Linked DNA regions of Triticum aestivum: region 2 is linked to region 1. A link is a contact called in public Hi-C data. All regions are on one chromosome and are shown on one strand. The core of a region is the stretch at or near the end of the contact, and the rest is flanking DNA. Distances in the headings are between cores, read along the strand shown. Region 1 holds the start of LOC123132533 (translation initiation factor IF-2). Region 2 holds the start of LOC123129543.

Region 1 (3,737 bases), core at 855-3,354:
GAAGGCGCGCCGCCGTCATCGCCCCTCCATCGCCGGAGCCGGGCACAACTTGTTGTAGTAGACAGTCGGGAAGTCGTCGTGCTAAGGCCCCATAGGACCAGCACCCCAGAACAGCAACCGTCGCCGAAGAAAAATAACGTAGATCAGAAGGATCCAAACCGAAGACACACGAACGTAGACGAACAACGATCGGATCCGAGCAAATCCACCAAAGATAGATCTGTCGGAGACACACCTCCACACGCCCACCAACGATACTAGACGCACCGCCGGAACGGGGGCTAGGCGGGGAGACCTTTATTCCATCTTCAGGGAGCAGCCGCCGTCTCGCCTTCCTGAATATGACACAAACCCTAACAAGATTGAAAAAAACGACTAAAAACGGAGCCCTCCCGCCGGCCCTTGCCAGGATCCACCATGCCTCCATGGCCCTAGATTATCGATTCTAGTAAACCCTTTGGGTGTTAGTCACATGAAGATGTGAACTAATCACATAAAGATGTGAACTATTCATGTTAAATCACATGATGATGTGACCTAGATTATTGACTATAGTGAAAATGGGAGACTGAAGAAAATATGCCCTAGAGGCAAAAATAAAGTTGTTATTTAAATTTCCTTATATCATGATAAATCTCTCCCTATTTAATAATGGGCAACGATCTGCGCCGGTGCGCCGGCTGAACGTTTCGGCCGGTCGCACCCTAGCCGTCAGATCGGCCCGTCCCGAGCCGTTGGATCCTTATCCCTGGGCGGCGTCTTCCTCTCGCGAGCACGTACGAGAAAAGGAACCCCATCTTGCCGGCGCGCGCGTTCTCCCTCGTCGTCGGCCCCCCGCCTGCCCTCCTCGTCTCTCGAGCTCATCGACACCCTCGCCGCCCTCGCCGTCCGTCTTCGCCGGCCGCCATGGTCGCCGGTCCCAGCCCTGGGCGGTCGTCCTCGTCGCCGGCTTCGCCCATGCAACAGCCCACCCCTGCGGTTGTAGCTTCTGTGGCAACCGTTGTAGCTCCGGTGGCGACGACCGGAGCTCACCGGCGTGCTCGCCGGTCTGCTCGCTGGTGCTCATCCCCCGCTTGCAACAAAAAATCAAGCCCCGGGGGAATATGCCCAGTGCTGCAACCGACGACGGAAAAAGCTACAATCGCTGACGAAAAAAGCTTCAACTAGCTATGAAAAAAGTTTCAACTCGTACGACGGAAACTATGAACGACCAAAGAAAAGTTACAACCGGTGACAAAAAAAGCTTCATCTCGCGATGAAAAAAGCTTCATCCGACGATGAAAAAAGCTTCAACTGTGGAGCCGTACCCATGGACGACAAACGAAAAAGCTGCAACCGGCGGTTACAAAAGCTACAACGGGCAATGAAAAAAGCTTCAAACTTATTGTCTTAGCTGTGAACCCGCGATGACGATGACACCGTTTTGCTGCAACTATAGTTTGGTTTTGCTACAAACGGCGTTGAAATTTGCTACAACCATTATCACAGCTACTTGTGCTGCTCCACCGAGCTCCCATGCCTGCCCATGGCCATCGTCGTTTTGCTGCAACCGTAGTAGATTTTCGCTACCACCGATGATTGAATTTGCTACAACTGGTTCCACCGATGATTGTAGTCTGCCATGGCTGGCTGCAACTCCGGCGTGGCCGGCTCCGGCGAGGTAGGCAGAGCTCCGATGCATGCGGATCCGCACGGATCTGGTCGAGGGTGGCCAGATCGGCTGATTCCCATGACGGCGGCGTCCCTGGGAAGCCTCCGGCGTGAGCGACAGGTTGACCATGGCAACGGGGAGAGAGAAAAGAGAGATGACCGAGAGGAAGAGGAGAAAGGGCAGGAAGGAAAAGACGCACGTGGGCGGGCCCCTCATCCTACGTGTCGTTAGGTGGGTCGCTGGGCGCGTTTGCGCGTGGACGCGACCGGCCGAAGCTTCGGCCGGTGCGCCGTTGGCAAACGATTCCCTTTTAATAATGAAGCACGGATTGAGTCTCTGGGTTCACCGTCACGGCGTTTTTACACAAAGGTCTCTGTGCTTTTTTGAATTAACCCGCAGTCCGTTAAATAATATGGAAAAAACGTTTCGTATTTCTTGCTCACCCGTGCACGCGTTCGATAGAAAAAAAATACCCATTCCCAATTCGTGCGGCCGCGCACCCCACCGATGGATCCGCCGCTCCCCCCCGCCGCCGGCACGCCATCATCCGCCGCGCCGTCCTCCCCGCACCCTGGCCTGTCTCCTCTCCGCCGCGCCCTCCTCCCCGCGTCGTCCGAGTCCTCCAGGCGCGGTTCGCCGAAGGCGAGGCCCAGGCCGCCGCGCTCCTGGCCCGCGCCGGCCGGTTCGAGCGCACGCCGCCGACCGCGACCAGCTGCTCATCACGCTCCTCTCCGCCGCGGGAAACGGCCGGGAGGAGGAGGACGCGCGGGAGGCGGGGCAGCGTCCGATCCGGCCGAGGCTTACAGCGACACGGACGCGGAGGCTCTGGCCGCGGTCGCTGCGCTCCCTCCGTTCACTACCTTCCCGTGAGCTTAGTTCCACCCTAGCCTCCGCCCCTTTCCTCTTTGTTTTTGAACTGATTCCCAACTGCTTGATCAATCCTGCTCCTCTGCTCCTGCAGGATGGCTTTCTCTGTTCAATTGCTTAATTTGGTTGTCTTGTCTTACCTGAACTGCAAGGGAACCAACATACATGGTATGATGGATGGAGATCAATAGATGTTTTTTTGTTCTGTTCACATGCTTTCTAATAGTTTCCATAGGATTATAGGCATGAGCTTTGAGCAATAGGCATAAATCTGTTGTAATCAATCAAAGGCAGTGAAAACGTTTACTAAAATCTTTAGATGTGGGGATCCTCTGAATTGCTTTGATTGAACGTCCAACGAGGATCTCATCTTATAGTAACTCTGAAACATTGTATTACACTTTTGCCTTCTGTACATACTGGATTGCATTGTTTAGGACATGACACAGCGCTGCAAGCAGCTCATGAGAGTAGTTTGCAAACGCAAATCATTGTATATGTCACTTATGCTTCTCTTAATAGAAAGTAGTACTATTTTGGAGAAGGGCATCTGGCTGACTTTCAATAAAACTCTTCAGGTTTTGTTTGGTGAGATTCTCTTTAGAAAACAAGATTTGTATTGGTGGTAGATCGACAGCAACTGACAGCATCTTCGTCATCCGCGGTGGCAGTGCCGTCCGCGCGGAATGCCTTCTGTGGCCGCGCCTCCGCCACCGACACCGCCACGCAGCCAATGATGTTGGCATGTGGTGAAAAAAGGGCCCAAGTGAAAGGTCGACCAAGCTGTAAAAATTCAGTGAGAGGAATTTTTGTGCTCACAGCTCACACCATGGCGTCCGTTGCCTCTGTTCTTACTTTATTATTTTGTTTTTCCCTTCGTCGATTTTTCATGTCGCCTGACAAGAACAAGAATTGCAAAGAAGAAGTGAAAAGAAAACACAGAACAAAGGATGAACGCCGGAGAGCACTACTATATAATTTCCCCCCAAAATATGATGGGCAGTGGTGTGCTTGTTTGCATTGATCGCATGGTGGCCAGCACTTCACCACACATCTGACGGCGACTGTTTTATCCAAGAGGTGGAGGATAAGGTATTCACCTCTAAAATCACACTTCTGTTTTCCTGTTTCCATCTGAAATATGGATTACCAATATACTACTCTCACTTGGATTTGCACATGAAAGCAGTATAAATACTTGCACCGAACTGTACGATTT
Region 2 (3,737 bases), core at 842-3,341, 430 kb after region 1:
CTGTTGTTTCAATAGACATAATAAGCCAAAGAAAAAAAAACGTTTAGTTGAGGGTCTGCAGTTCTGAGCAAAATCCTGATCAAGCCTGCAGCAGGCCCTTCACCAGCCACAATGTCAGCGATTTGATTTCAGAGCACGCCAAGTAGGACAGTGACCAGCGCCGTCTCTTCGACCACGAGGAGGAGGATGCTGGTTTTCCCGGCGGGCAAGCGCAGACAGAGCGCAACACCTGGTTTTAGACTACCCACAGTGGGAGTAACATAGATAGTAACATCACACATATCTAGATAAAATAGATGATGTGGCAAGCAATAAATAAAGAAAGAGAGGCATGTGGTAACATAGCTAGTTACTACAAGTATGAGTAATATCACACATATCAAGGCAAGATGAGTCTATAGCATAATAAATAAAGTGTTGCATGTTACTACACATATGTTGCTCCCCACTATAGAGATAGTAACATAGAGTAGTAATATGCCCATGTTACTACTCTATATTACTACCCATTGTGATAGTCTTAGATACTGCTCGTAGTTTCGTTTGCCCTGCCGCCATGTGGGTGCCGGCGGCAAGCCGCAAGTTGCGCCGCGGCAGCTTTTGGTCGATCGCATACATATTCACATTGCTCTCTGGCTTCCTCTTCTTTATTTCGAAACGGAGCTCTCTGGCTTTTATTCCTCGGAATCTGCTACAGCTACAGCTACAGCTACGGGAGCAAAGCAGAGGGATCCGCATGTGTCGCCTCGCGGCTCACCCTCACGCACGCCTTTGCATATTCACCGGAACACTTGGGTCACGCCGAATGCCTAGTGGGATCTTGATTCTGTGCAGATCACGGCGTATCGTGTCGTGGTTCCGCAGGGCTCGCCCGGCGCTGGTGGAGATCCCGGCGGATCGCGGTCGATCCATCTCGTGGGCGGGAGCGACACCCTTTCGGCCATGGATCGGGTCGAATCGCCTCCTCGGCCCCCGACTGGCCCTGTGATAATAATGGCGTTGTAACTGACCACTGTAGTGTGTTAGCTGATCCGGGTCACGGTGAGGAGTCACGCATCGAAAGTTCGGAGAGACTGGCCGCTGCTTGTCAACTTCTGATCCACAAACAAACGGATCCGGCCAGTTGCACAAGTGGGGCTCATGGTTTTCTCAGCTTTCGCCCGCATGCTCATGCTCCATGCATTTCCTTGCCGAAATATGGTCTGTGTTGGGGCGAAACTGCTTTGCGCACGACGCCTGTGTGGCCGATTCATGCACGATTCAAAATCAGACGATGTCCTACAGTTTATTCCCACAAACCAACGGCTTGATTAACTACATCGTCCACAAATCGTGCACATGTGTCGTGTGTATAGCATCGTTGGTGTTGGGGTGACCCGATGCATTGGATTTTAGGTGAATTGGAGGGATGGAGGAACGAATCTGCACGTGTCGTCTCCATCCGGTTTCTTCTGGCTCTTCTAGGTTGGCAATTTGCTTCCTTTTTCTTAAGGATGGTTGGCAATTTGATAGTTTTCACATCTTTGATACTCCCTTCATTTTCATAATATAGTGCGCCTATGTTTTTTAAAATTTAATTTTGATCGTAAATTTAACCAATATGGGCAACTGCCGCAGAGCATGGCAGATGCCTTTGAATTCGTATTCAAAAGAAGTTTTCAAAGGTATAATTTTCCAATAAAATGATTTATGCATTATTGGTCTAATTTATGTTCAAAGTTAAATCTCAAAAAACGTGGACACGCTACATTATGGAATGAAGGGAGTACGTCGTCAGAGCATCTACAGTCGGGCACCCAGACCTGGTCTGGGCGGACGATCCGGTCACCGACAGGTGACGAAATTTAACCCAGACGGGCGCCTTAAACATATCTTAAATGTCCAGGCTGACCAGCATCCCTCATGTCCGTCCCAAATATGGGGAATATGGGGCACCGGGGCGCTTCCGCCACGTCGAACGCGGCCCACGCTGGCCCACCCGATCTCACATATACTTCTCTCCATCCGCTCGCCGGGCCAAATCCTAGCCACTTCACTCCATTGCACTCCACTCCTTCCTGCCACCCAAGCTCTTGTCTGGCGATCTCCGGCATGGCGGGCAGCGGATTTGAATCCTTTAACTCCAGATCCGTTGACCCCAAACTCATTCCACGCGGCCCCGAGAAGAAGATGGTCGTCCGGCTTGCGCTCCGCCGCTCCCGGGAAGACGCCCGTGCGAGGCAGCGCTTGGACTTCTTCCGTCGAGTATCCATTGCGTCCGCCCAAATGACGCATAGATCCGGCGCTTGGTGTCCATCGACTCAAACATGGTGCGGCGTGCGTGCCGTGCGAGGCAAGGCGAGGGAGGCAGCGACGGTAGCCCTCGCGGCAGTGGACGTCGGCGCGGTGGAGTCGCATTCTCCGACGCCCCGTATGGTGCACCAATCCCGGCGTCACAACCGCGTCGTGGTGGATGTTGCTGGCTTATCTCAGGACGGATCCATCATCGACCGGATGTACATCGGCACCGTCTGAATTCCGGGCTCCGACGAGGAAGAATAGGGTATGGGAGACGTCGGCGCCTTGAGTCATGTGAGCCGGCTCGTGTCCCATGCCGTACTCTACCTTGCCGGTGACCGGACCAGCTCTCTAGCGAGCGCTGCCGGTCGCCGGATATGGACACGACGAAGTTGAACGAGTTCTCCTTAAAGATCGGTTCACGTTGCATGTAATGATATGGATTTAAGGTTTTAATTTAAAATATTGGATTGTAGAATCAAATATTTGAGATGTGACTGATCACTGTTCACGAACGCGTTCGGACATGTTCGTGCAGACGTTCTAAGGAGTTGGATTTGCAAGTCTGACCGTAGATGCTCTCAGTGCCCCTCCTATGAATGTAATTTTGATTTGTTTATTATTATCTAGCGAGCGGCATGAGAATAGTCTGAAGTTATCAGATCCGCGTGGAATCAAAGGCGTCCAGCTTAAGTGCTTTAGCGAATTGGACTGTGAGTTGGTCCATCAGGAGGCCAACTTGCTCGTCCGATGATCCCAGGAATTGCAGTGTCAATGGACCAAAAAATGTTAGAGCATTTTTAATGGCTTGTGTATCCTATAGTCTATGTCAAATATAGACTATCAGAGGCCAAAAAATGTGTCCATCAGCTTGTGTATGTGCTAGTCTAAATTTTAGACATCCATCCGAATCGCTACGCATTGTCCATATTTAGACGACGGAGCGAGGATGTCCAAACAGAGTTGCCCCTTCGCGAGCTCGCTCCCGCGCCGATCTGGAGAAGTTGGAGACGAGAAGACGGCCATGCCACTGCCCCGAGGAGCTCGCCGTCGCTAAGGTACGCTCTGGTTTTTCCGATTCAGAGAGAGGGAGAGTGATTGAAGAGACAGGGCAGGGAGATGGGGCCGATGGATCTGAGGCCAAATCCGGCCGCCGCCGCCGGCCACTGTCGCCCTTGCGGATTGGGCAAGGAGATGCGAGAGAAGGGGCAGGGGGATGGGGCTCCGGTTGCGAGCGCGGCGCCGGCGGCGAGCATGTGCGCGAGCGGCGGGTGCGCCGGCTGCGAGCGGCGGGTGTGAGGGGGATGCGCGAGCTGCGGGTGCGAGCGTGTGCGCGAGCGGCTGGGGCGCCGGCTGCGAGTAGCGGCTGTTAGGCACGAGCGCGAGCGGCTGGGGCGCCGGCTGTGAGGCGCGAGCGGCTGGGGCACGAGCGCGAGTGGCTAGGGCGCCGGCTGCGAGCA

Evidence for each region. A called contact is a pair of places that touch in the nucleus more often than the background predicts.
Region 2: a Hi-C map of leaf shows a contact between it and region 1, with 4 times the contacts expected there. The contact joins the promoter of LOC123129543 here to the promoter of LOC123132533 in region 1. A contact is called at or near these places in 2 of 5 Hi-C or Micro-C datasets (leaf and an unstated tissue).

Annotation. Positions count from the first base shown.
Region 1 is chr6A:144,146,171-144,149,907 of IWGSC CS RefSeq v2.1, forward strand. LOC123132533 (translation initiation factor IF-2) reads left to right here and starts at 2,105. Exons shown (of 7, transcript XR_006464821.1): 1 at 2,105-2,517; 2 at 2,613-2,686; 3 at 3,097-3,610.
Region 2 is chr6A:144,577,601-144,581,337 of IWGSC CS RefSeq v2.1, forward strand. LOC123129543 reads left to right here and starts at 2,092. Exons shown (of 4, transcript XM_044549667.1): 1 at 2,092-2,508; 2 at 3,213-3,335. The coding sequence starts at 2,092.